Regions from separate parts of the Mus musculus genome. Here regions 2 and 3 are each linked to region 1. The links are chromatin contacts, called in public Hi-C and promoter capture Hi-C maps. All regions are on one chromosome and are shown on one strand. The core of a region is the stretch at or near the end of the contact, and the rest is flanking DNA. Distances in the headings are between cores, read along the strand shown.

Evidence for each region. Promoter capture Hi-C pulls out the DNA fragments that hold promoters and counts their contacts. Hi-C and Micro-C count contacts between places; a contact is called where the count stands out from the background.
Region 2: a contact with region 1 is called in a Hi-C map of B cells, with 7 read pairs. The contact joins the promoter of Rnf122 here to the promoter of Eif4ebp1 in region 1. A contact is called at or near these places in 3 of 39 promoter capture datasets (cranial neural crest, maxillary cranial neural crest and pre-B cells) and 3 of 484 Hi-C or Micro-C datasets (B cells, LSK cells and cardiomyocytes).
Region 3: a promoter capture Hi-C map of pre-B cells shows a contact between it and region 1, with 2.1 times the contacts expected there. The contact joins the promoter of Gins4 here to the promoter of Eif4ebp1 in region 1.

The regions. Positions count from the first base shown.
Region 1 is chr8:27,258,725-27,262,151 of GRCm38.p6, forward strand. It overlaps Eif4ebp1 (eukaryotic translation initiation factor 4E binding protein 1), which reads left to right and starts at 1,603. Exons shown (of 3, transcript NM_007918.3): 1 at 1,603-1,826. The coding sequence starts at 1,685.
Region 2 is chr8:31,109,775-31,113,277 of GRCm38.p6, forward strand. It overlaps Rnf122 (ring finger protein 122), which reads left to right and starts at 2,053. Exons shown (of 6, transcript NM_001368375.1): 1 at 2,053-2,398. The coding sequence starts at 2,374.
Region 3 is chr8:23,235,784-23,239,188 of GRCm38.p6, forward strand. Gins4 (GINS complex subunit 4 (Sld5 homolog)) reads right to left here and starts at 1,885. Exons shown (of 8, transcript NM_024240.6): 1 at 1,687-1,885; 2 at 1,197-1,316. The coding sequence starts at 1,292. It overlaps Gm39141 (a long non-coding RNA gene), which reads left to right and starts at 1,997. Exons shown (of 3, transcript XR_870246.2): 1 at 1,997-2,085.

The sequences.
Region 1 (3,427 bases), core at 353-2,852:
GCATGGTGGCACACAGGCAGACATGGTGCTGGAGATGTAGATGAGAGTTTCTTATTTGGGTCTGTAGGCAGCTGTAAGAGAGAGCCACTGGGCTTGGCTTGGCCAATTTTTTTTTGTTTTTTTTTTGTTTTTGTTTTTGTTTTTTTGTTTTTGTTTTTTTGAGACAGGGTTTCTCTGTGTAGCTCTGGCAGTCCTGGAACTCACTTTGTAGACCAGGCTGGCCTCGAACTCAGAAATCTGCCTGCCTCTGCCTCCCGAGTGCTGATCCCCCAACCTTCCCTTCCCGAGTTCTAGGATTATAAGCTTACAAAGTGCCACCACGTTCAGTTTTTATGTTGATGCTTCGGATTTAACCGTGGACTTAGTGTATACGTGGTAAACTGTCTACCAAGTGAGCTGTGTTCCAAGCTTCCCCTTCCCCGTGTTTTTTTTTCTCTCTCTCTTTCACGGTTTAAGACAGCGTCTTAACATGTCTGGCCCAGGCTGTGCATCAAACTCGCCACAACCATGTCTGCCCTCAGCTTTTCTGTAATGCTCCTGTCTCAGTTTCTCTGAGCTAGCATGCCCAGCTTAAGTCTCTCTCTCTTCTTTCTGTGTCTGAGACAGGGTTTTGCTGGGTAGCACAGGCTAGAATCCTCCTGCTTCAGTCTCCTCATTGCTGGGACAAGTGTGGACCACTTGAATGCTGAACTTGGATGTTGGACTTTATAAACAGGCCCTTCCCTGAAATCGTAGTTCCAGGAAATCTGGGGCCTCTAGAACAACCAAACAAGGCAAAAAGCAAAACCCCTTTCAACATGCTTCTCCCAAAGGGAGGAAGGTGGCCCAGTGTGTTCTCTCAGGCCAGCCCGGACAACAGTGAGAACAGGGTTCTGGCCCTCCCTCGGCTGTCAACTTGGGATCCTCCTAGGGCTTCAGCCTCCTCACGGTCGGGATTATAGGCATTTCCTACCATATGGAGATTGATTGACACAGACACTGTAACCGATTGGACATGCATTTTCCCTTCCCTCCCTAGTGACTACCAGACAAAGTGCTGGAGTGGAACCCAGTCCAAGTACTATGCGGATCTTTGACCGGTTAACTCTAATCCTCCCAGCCCACAGTACGCAGAGCTTCGATCCTGCCCATTCCTCATCAGATTTATATTCGGTTCCTAGCTGGCTGGCTAGGTCCCTCTTACTCTTCCACTACTCCTTCCAAGTCCAGGAATGTGCGCTGTGCAGCCGCTGCTCTGACTCCTAAAAACTGTAAAACTGTAAAAGCTGTAGAAACGTTAAGAATGGCGAAGGATCAGCCCACCCTTTCTTCTCTGAGGATCGGCCTGGGATCGAGAGGTCACATCCTAATATAGAAAGCAGGCGGTCTGGTGCGCTGAGACGCTGCCACCAAATCGGAGAGTTCTGCCACCGTCATCCCTACCTAGATCTTCCCAGAGTCTCGGGGAGGAACCAGGGAACCCAAGGGGCCCACACTGGGGTTCCTGCACTGGAGAGGACAGAAGCTGCCTAGGTCAGCAGCTGGGGAACCACTTGCAGGCAGCGGGCTGGGGCTGGGTGGGGCCGGGCGGACCGCAAGTCTCAGGGGGCGTGGAGCCCAGGCGGAAGGGGCGGGCCGGGCACGAGAAGGGCTGGGCCGAGGTGCCGCGGGGTTGCTGGAGGGTCGTGGGCGGCGTGCAGGAGACATGTCGGCGGGCAGCAGCTGCAGCCAGACTCCCAGCCGGGCCATCCCCACTCGCCGCGTAGCCCTCGGCGATGGCGTGCAGCTCCCGCCCGGGGACTACAGCACCACTCCGGGCGGCACGCTCTTCAGCACCACCCCGGGAGGTAGGCGCTGGCCGGGGTCACGGGCGACCTCGGGGGGCTGGAGGATACGTCGGGATCCGGAGTCTCACGTGCGACGGGGAGGGCGGCATTCGAGGGGTTCGGTAGCTGGCCAGAACGGACGAGGGGCGTCGGGAAAGCAGAAGGGTCACCGTCTCGGTTGCTCGCCTTCTGGGTGTGGTGGAGCGTGGTCTGGAACCCGGCTGCAAACTGCCTGCATTATTAGCCTTTTCCTGGGAGATACGGCAGAGTGCCCTGAGCATACAGATAGGCACTCTGCCAGGACCACCATGTGCTTAAGGGCGACCTCTGTGGGTGTCAGGGCAGTTTGGGGTGGGACAAGATCAGGGAAAGAGGCTGGCCTGGAGATTAAGTTTAGTTGATCTCCCTTGGAATAAGTGACGCCTGCACACTTTTTTTTTTTTTAACCTTTCCGGAGGCAGCCCTCTTTGCTTTGGACACTCGCTCATTAATGGAGGCTGGACGCTGAGGGTGCTTCTCTGCCACCTGTGGCTTGTGTTAAGAGAGAGATTCCTGCAGGGGCGGCGTCTGGTGTAGTGCAGAACAACACGTTCCTCGGGCCTGGGGGGCAGGGCACAGCGTTGAACTGGCCCAAGTGGCGGAGGATGAGGAAGAGGAAGCTGAGTTGGCGCGGGTGGGGGCCGGCCTCCGGGAACCAGGCATTCCCAGCTTGCCCTGGAGCCCCAGTATAGACGCTGATGAAACCTACCCGCCTGTTTGCATGATGAAATCCTCGTGGCTCACTACTTCCCTCCCAATCCTCGCGCCGCTCCCACCCACTTTTGCGCTTCTCCCCTCCCCGGTCTCCTCCCCCAACTACTCCTCTTACAACTCAAAAACAAGAGGAATCCTGGCGCGGTGATGAACCTTGGGCTACTGCTGGCGCAGCCGGGCCACATGCCTATTTTCTCGGGCAGCTGTCCCTGCACCAGGGAGCACAGCCAGATCCCAGAACCAAGGCACCGATGAAGGGATCTTGGAGCTCAGTCAGTGTCCACTGGGTTCTGTGATCTTCAGGACACAGCACCAAGGCCTCGCTGCTTGAGCACGTGTCTGTTGTGCATCGTCATGCTGAGTTCCTACACTCAGCAAGAAGTAGCAAGCAGGGCAGGGGGAGAAAGCCGGCTCCCTCTTATTAGAAACGGCCCAAAGGAAAAGTTTTCTGCAGGCTTCTGGCCTCCCGTTACTGGAGTTCTTCAACCCCGCTGGCCACTTTTTAGTTCACGCTGTTGCCCCTTTGTCTTTTCGCAGAACTTTGTGTTGAGCACAAAGTTTCACAGAGAGTTGAGTCCTTTTAGGCGAGGTGTGAATCAGGGTGTATTTTTTATTTTTATTTTTTATAGGCACCGATACAGACCTAAAGGCTCTGGGAAACGTTTATTTTCTCTCTTGCCCGTCCCTTTCTGGATGAACAGGTTAGCTGGGTAGCAATAGCCAGTACTGTTTGTAATGCACTCTGATCCACTTCTCACTGTGGTCTGCGAAGTGTCCGTTGGCAGACCAGGTAGTTCCCGTTGTCTTTGAAGAGGAAGGGGTTTCCTTAGAGTGTAGCATTTGCTTCTTAACTGAAAGAAAGCAGTGTC
Region 2 (3,503 bases), core at 803-3,302, 3.9 Mb after region 1:
ATACATGAGAAGAGGAATTCTTGATCAGTATCAAATCAGCATACTAATTTCTCTCCACAGCTGCAGGGTTGGTACAGGGAACAAGGCACATCAGAAGTAGGTGGATCTCTGTGAGTTCAAGGCCAGCCTAGTGTTCTGGAGCACTTTTTCGCCCCCAAGACAGGGTTTCTTTGTGCAGTCCTAGCTGTCCTGGAACTCACTCTGTAGACCTGGCCTCTGGAGCACTTTGGTGGAGCACGCCTTTAATCCCAGCACTTGGGAGGCAGGCGGATTTCTGAGTTTGAGGCCAGCCTGATCTACAGAGTGAGTTCGAGGCCAGCCAGGACTGCACAGAGAAAACCTGTCTCAAAAACTCAAAACCATCCAAACAAACAAACAAACAAAACAATATCTGGGCTTAAGCTCCAGAGTTAGTAAATGTCACATTTCTCCCTGGGGCTCTAAAGTGGAGGGGGTGGGGTTTAGGGGAGGATCCGAGAGGCCTTTAGAAACCCTTTGCAGTGATCCCACTAAGACAGCCAGGCGGTGGTGCCACATACACAACTCTCAAGAGACAGAGGTAGTCAAACCTCTATGTTTGGGGTTAGCCTGGCTACATAGTTAATAACCCCTGTTTCATAACAATAACAACAACACCTAGAAATTTGATCTGTACACGACACTGCCCCCACTAAATTGATGAACTACAGTGAGCCTTCCATATTGTTAAGTTACACAAATATTGGGGGGTGGGGGGTATGCAACTTGATGTTAAGGGAAGTACGGTGTATATGCAAACACCACAATCACCGTCCACAAAGGCCTTCTGGATTTGGAGACTATCCGACCATCCCCAGAGATAAGAAGATTGCATTTGTTCCAGCAGCCCTGAGATGCAGGTCAGGATATTTGATACTTTAACGACTGTGCTTGGAAATGGCAAAACATTCATTCGCATGCATTAGCTCGCTCAGGGGCCAGAGACTCAGTTCCAACAAATCAATAGTGGGATGATAAGTCCTGACAAAGGAAGAGCAGGCCGTTTTGCTTGCTTATTTGTGGGTCTACTCAACACACTGCTTCTGAACGTGGCTGTGGCGCCTTGCACCGGGGTACTTTCAATGATACTCTATGCACTGATGGTAATACTTTCTTTTAAGTGGAAAGATAAACAAAAGCATACATAAACAAGCCTGAGTATGGTGGCACAGGCCTTTCATCCTAGCACCCTGGAGACAGAGGAGGGCAGATCTCTGGAGTTGGAGGTCAGTTAGGACCAAATAGCTTTCCATTAGCAAAATAATAAACATATAAAATAAACTATGCAATGTCATCCAAAATAAATAATACTACATGGAGATTTGAGATCCCCCCCCCCCTTCATCCCCTGTCCATTCAACACCGAAGCAAGACCCCTGTCCCGGCCATTGACAAAGCCAGTTTCCGGGTTTTCGCCACAGTCTAGGAGATTGGAATCCTGGCACGGTATGGCCTTCAGCTTTAGGCCTTATTCTTGTTTGTAAAAGAAGGCTCTGTCCTGAAGTGATGTGAGAACAATAGCCCTTTGAAGATGGAGTTTTGAGTTTCATCTGCTTTGCCCTCTTTGCCTCAGTTCTCTCCTTTCGCGGTGGGTCTGGGAATGCGCTAGCTGCCACGCATAACCAGGTCTAAAGGCGAAGGACAAGTGGAACCAACTCCCAGGACTGCCTTCTACAGAGCTATAGAAATTCGAGACAGACACGGATCTGTAGGCGGAAAACAAAAGTGGCACTAATCCTCGTGTCATTCCACCACCATAGCCCTCCCCGCCCGGGTCCTAGGAGGCGGCGATCTTCGCCCCCTGCAGGCGTCGCCTCTCACGCCGTTCTGCAGGCTAGGGACTCCCCAGGTCTGGCTAGGAGGCGGGGTAGGAATCTACCCAGAAAAAAGCTCCCCTGTCCAGAGGGTAAACTGGCTTGTAAATAATACCCCAGGGCAGGAGAAAGGCTCCCATTGGCCGGAGGGCAGGTGACGAAAAGGGGGCGGGCTCCCGGGAGGGAGCAGTCCTAGGGAGGGGGGTGTGAGCCGTGCGGTGTCAGTTTTCGGAATCCCAGCGCGCACTGCTCAGCGCAGTGGGACCCAAGCCCGGCTTCGTGTCCTGGCTACTGCCTTCTCGGCCGGGCATCCCGGCTCTCTCGGCTGCCCTCCCGGCCCGGGCCCTCGGTAGGGCTTCGCTCCGAAAAGACTTTGCTTCCTCCTCTGCCCTCTTTGTTGCTCTGCAAACCGGCCTCTCTGTAACCCTTGACTCCACTCCTCCGGGAGTTGCATCTCCATCCCGGCGGTCTCAGTGCACAGCCCCTCCAGCTCCAACACCTTGCCTCGGTTTGCTCCCGGAAGCCGACCTTGACTTCATTGATGCACCCATTCCAGTGGTGTAACGGTGAGTCCCTGGACCGGTGGGAGAACAGGGACCGCGCAGGTTCAGGTCCTGAGCCGAGTTTCCCGGTGTCTGGGACGGCCCAGAAGGCGTCCTGGCGCCCTGCTGGGCTCTGCACAGCGCGCAGTTAGAAAGATCCCATTCACTTTGTTGGGAATAAAGGGGGTCTGGAAGCGAGTGGAGGGCCAGGGGCGTGTGAGCCGAGTCTTCCCGGCCTTTGTATGGCGGTCCATCTCTTCTACCCCTTCGCCTGCCTTTGTGCGCTCTCAAACTCTGTTCTTTGTTGTGGTGGTTGGAGAATTAAATCCGCGCTCGGGCTAGGATCTCCTAGAGGGAGCTCAAGTTCCGGTTCTGAAACTTTGCAGGCTATTTTAAATATGTATACAGTGCAGCGTGCGGGACAAGGCGCGGGGTGACTTTCTTTTTCTTTGTTGGTTTTCACTGGCTCCTAGGGGCCAGACGCTGGATTAAAAGAGCGTCGCTTTACTGAATAGATAAAGCCTTGCAGAAAGAAAGCTGGGCCCCCAGCTCAGGGCTGGCCTGGCAAAAGCTTTGCTTTCTGGCAATAAGGCCAGACCCTGGGGTCTGCTTTCAGCCTAGGTGGTGACGGTACCTTCCAGCACAGCCAGCCACCCACCACCAACCGCTTCCCACACCCCACCGCGTGATGATGCTAAATTAGTTCATCTGAGGCTTTGGGGCAGCTCAGGTGTTACAGGTTAGAAAGCGGGTCTGGATTTCCTGTCTAGGCTACCTGTTGGATCTTTCTGAGCCAAGTCTTCGATGTTAATACCACCCACCCTTCCCCCAGAAGTACCCAAAATCTTGATCACTTTTTCTAGGCAAGTTGGCGAGGTGGAAAGAAGCTAACTTTTTTTTTTTTAAGTTTTTTGGTATGGCAGTCTGGTTGCTTGTGAAAAATCCATTCTTAAGTAGACTTCTGCATGATCTTGGACTAATTATTTCAAGAGTCTTTTGTTTTAAAGCAGGGTTTGGGCCGCATGTGTATGAGTAGCCCCCATCCCCCCTCCTTCCTCCTTTTGCTGGTCGGATCTAATTTCCTGAAAATGAACCAAGCTGTGTGTGATAGGCTGGTAATGGAGAGGAG
Region 3 (3,405 bases), core at 635-3,134, 4.0 Mb before region 1:
GGTGTTGCTCGTCTGTCTGTTTTCAGGGATGGCCATTTGGCACTGGATAACCATTTAGGGACCTCATCCCGAGGAAGACTAATAATCTTCCTCTCTCAGCTGTCGTTATTCGTCTGCAGCTCACTTAGGGGTGGGGCCTTGTGAGGTTCCCCATCCGTGTTGGAATGCCATTGTCATTCATTGTTTGGGTCCTGTCTAAGCAGCAATATTCCTGAGCTCTCATGGGCACAGCCTCCCTGACATATAGAGAGGATAACCCTGCAGCAGATGTCCTGGTCCTCTGTCTCTTCCTGCTCTCTCTTCTTTGGCGTTCCCTGAGCCTTGGTTGTAGGGGCTATGTTGTAGAGGTATCCACTGGAGGTGGGTACCCATGGTCAACTGTCCTCTAAAGAACACTCAATAGTATACGCCATGAATGTCCCAGAACTTATAGGGCAACACAGTGCATGCTTTTACTGCCAGCACACAGAGGGCAGAGGCAGGTGAACTCTGAGAGTTCAAGACCGGCCAGTGATGCATAGTGAGGCCCTATCTCAAAAACAAACTTAAAACAAACAAACAAAAAGCAAAAACAAAACCTAAAAAACCCCAAGCATGTTCAGAATTCCTAAACTACCCGAGGTTCATGAGAAGATATTATTGAAGGAGGAGGAGGAGGAGGAGGAGGAGGAAAAGAAGGAGGAGGGGAAGAAGAAGAAGAAGAAGAAGAAGAAGGAGAAGGAGAAGGAGAAGGAGAAAGAAGGAGAAGGAGAAGAAGAAGAAGAAGACGACGACGACAACAACAACTATGCAAGAAATAATCACTGCTATTATGACCAAAAGGGATGGCAATTTCTTGTTAGAGCAGATATCTTCCAATGGGGGAGGAAACAGAGGAAGAGACTACTATAGAGAAATGGCATGCTTCTCTACAGATCACACACATCTTTACGTCCTCAAAATAGCACAGCAGAGCATTGCTTTGTGAAACATTCTACTACATGTGTCCAAAGCCTACTTTTACTAGCCATCCTTGAAGACTGACAAGATGAGACTCCTAAAGAAGGCCCTGCTTTCTGGCTTCCTATTTTTATGCAGATGTTACAAACACTGCTCTTTGGAAACAAATCTTCTGTTTCCTTATTTTCTGAGCCGTGGTACTGCACACCTGGAGTAAGTTAAGAGCTAAGAACACGGGACATATTTGGGGTGCTTACCTGCTCCAGCTTTTCAATGAGCTCTGCAGGAGTTAGGACCATCTCCTCACTACCCCCATCAGAGTCCTGTCCGTGGAGATCCAGAACCTCCGTCATCGTTTCTCAACCGGGAACCTACACCTGAAAAATAAACCAACACCCTGAAAAGCTTCTCCCACTTACTTGCAAGAAAAGGCATTTAGGGACAAGTTTATTGGGGCTGAAGGGGGTGCACTGGCCAGGGATGGCGAAATCAGAGACTGATTTTTCAGTGTTGGGTTTAGTCCCTTGGTCGGTTTCTCTCCTAATCTTTCCCGCTGCATGGGCCTGGACCTGGGCAGATACCACACTAAACCGCAATGCTCCTTGTCGTCGCCAGGAGCAGCGTTTTGCCTCAGTGGCCCAGGAGCCCATTCGGTTCAAATGAGAAAAGTGCATCGTGTCAAGTGCTCGGCACATCGCGTCCTCAGCTGCAACTGACCCGGGGTCGCTTGGACACTCCAGCGCTCACCTCGCAGTTGGCACTCAAAGCGGCTACACGGCTCAGGGATCCCTCTTCCCTTCTCTCCTAGCCGGCACGCTCGGGGGACACCACGGACTGAGGCTCCCCGAGCGGTGGGCGCCGGAGATCGCGCGGAAAGCCCGCGGCCCACAGACCCGACCAGCAGCGGTACAGCTCCCGCGCTCCTTTCCCCAAACACAGCGTCGACAGGAAAACGTCTCCGCGCTGCGGGAGCACTAACCAATCAGGCCCAGGGGAAAGCGGACACACGCCCCTTGGCCCCGCCTACCCCGGGGCGGGCTCTTGCCGAGCTATAGAACATACTTCCGGAAGGCGGGGAAGGAGGCCGGGAGTGAAGTGCCGGGTGGCACCGTCTCGGGACGGCCACGTGGGGGCGTTCGGCTCACAGTAAGGAAACCAGGCAGCGCCGTCTTGTGGCGAATCGGTACAGGGCCCAGTTCCTTCCTTCCTTTAACATTTACTGTGTGTGGGTTGGTTCCATTGCCAAACCTGTTCACAGATTCATATATGTGTGTTGAAACTACATTTAAGAGACTCACTCCATTGTCCTTCCTTTACATTTTTTTTTTGCGCAGAGTTGTTCTCTAATGTTATTTGAGTTGTTCTTTTTGGTGATGAAAGAATGCCTACTGACTTTCTAGGATTCTACCTTTTTAGTGAGTGTGAATGCAATATACGCATGTGGTACATGCTCAGGTCACGATCGCATAGCAAGTGCTGTTACCCACTGAGCCCCCTTAAGATTATTTTTATAGATATATTTCCTTATTTTCATGTATGTTAGTATGTGTGCTTGCACATGAGTGTGGTGCCAGCTGAGGACAGAAGAATGCACTGGATCCTGATGGAGCTCATAACATGTGGTTATGAGCTGTTCCACATGGGTACCGACAACCAAACTCCAGTCCTCTGGTTTAGAGCAAGTGCTCTAAACCAATGAGCTATCTATCTCTCCAGCCCCTAGCCCCTTATATTTTTTAAGTGCCAAACTTCCTAATTAGCTTCAGAGATGGAATCAGATTGCAAATTTTTATAGTTTTATATACCTATAAATTATGCATCCTGACATATTACTACTTGAAAGAGTAAGAAATAACAGAGGATTGAGCCGGGTGTGGTGGCACAGGCCTCTAAGCCCAGCACTTGGGAGGCAGAGGCAGGTGGATTTCTGAGTTTGAGGCCAGCCTGGTCTACAGAGTGAGTTCCAGGACAGCCAAGGCTACACAGAGAAACCCTATCTCGAAAAACAAAAACAAAACCACAACAACAACAAAAAGAAATAACAGGACTAATAGAAAGTTATGGAAATTTGAATTTGTGGTAGCCTAAAGATTCTTGGTATTATACCTATTTTTTAAATTAAAATGATTTGTATAGATGGGAGCGGGGGAATGTGGTGCAGTGGTACAGTACAATCTTAGCATTTAACCTGGGTCCAGTCCCCAGCAACTAAGTAAAACAAAATCTCTTTCTACAGTTTATCACTGACGTACAAAAAATTTTCATTATTTATTTTTATTTGATACAGGGCCTCATCATGTAACTCTGACGAACCTGGAACTTGTTATGTAGAGCAGATTAGCCTCAAACTCATAAAGATCCACCCACCTCTGCCTCCTGGTGGCGTAAACATTTTAATATTCATCTGCTAACAGGATGCTTATATTTTGTTCCACATATCATTAGATTGATATTTTATTATCAAAT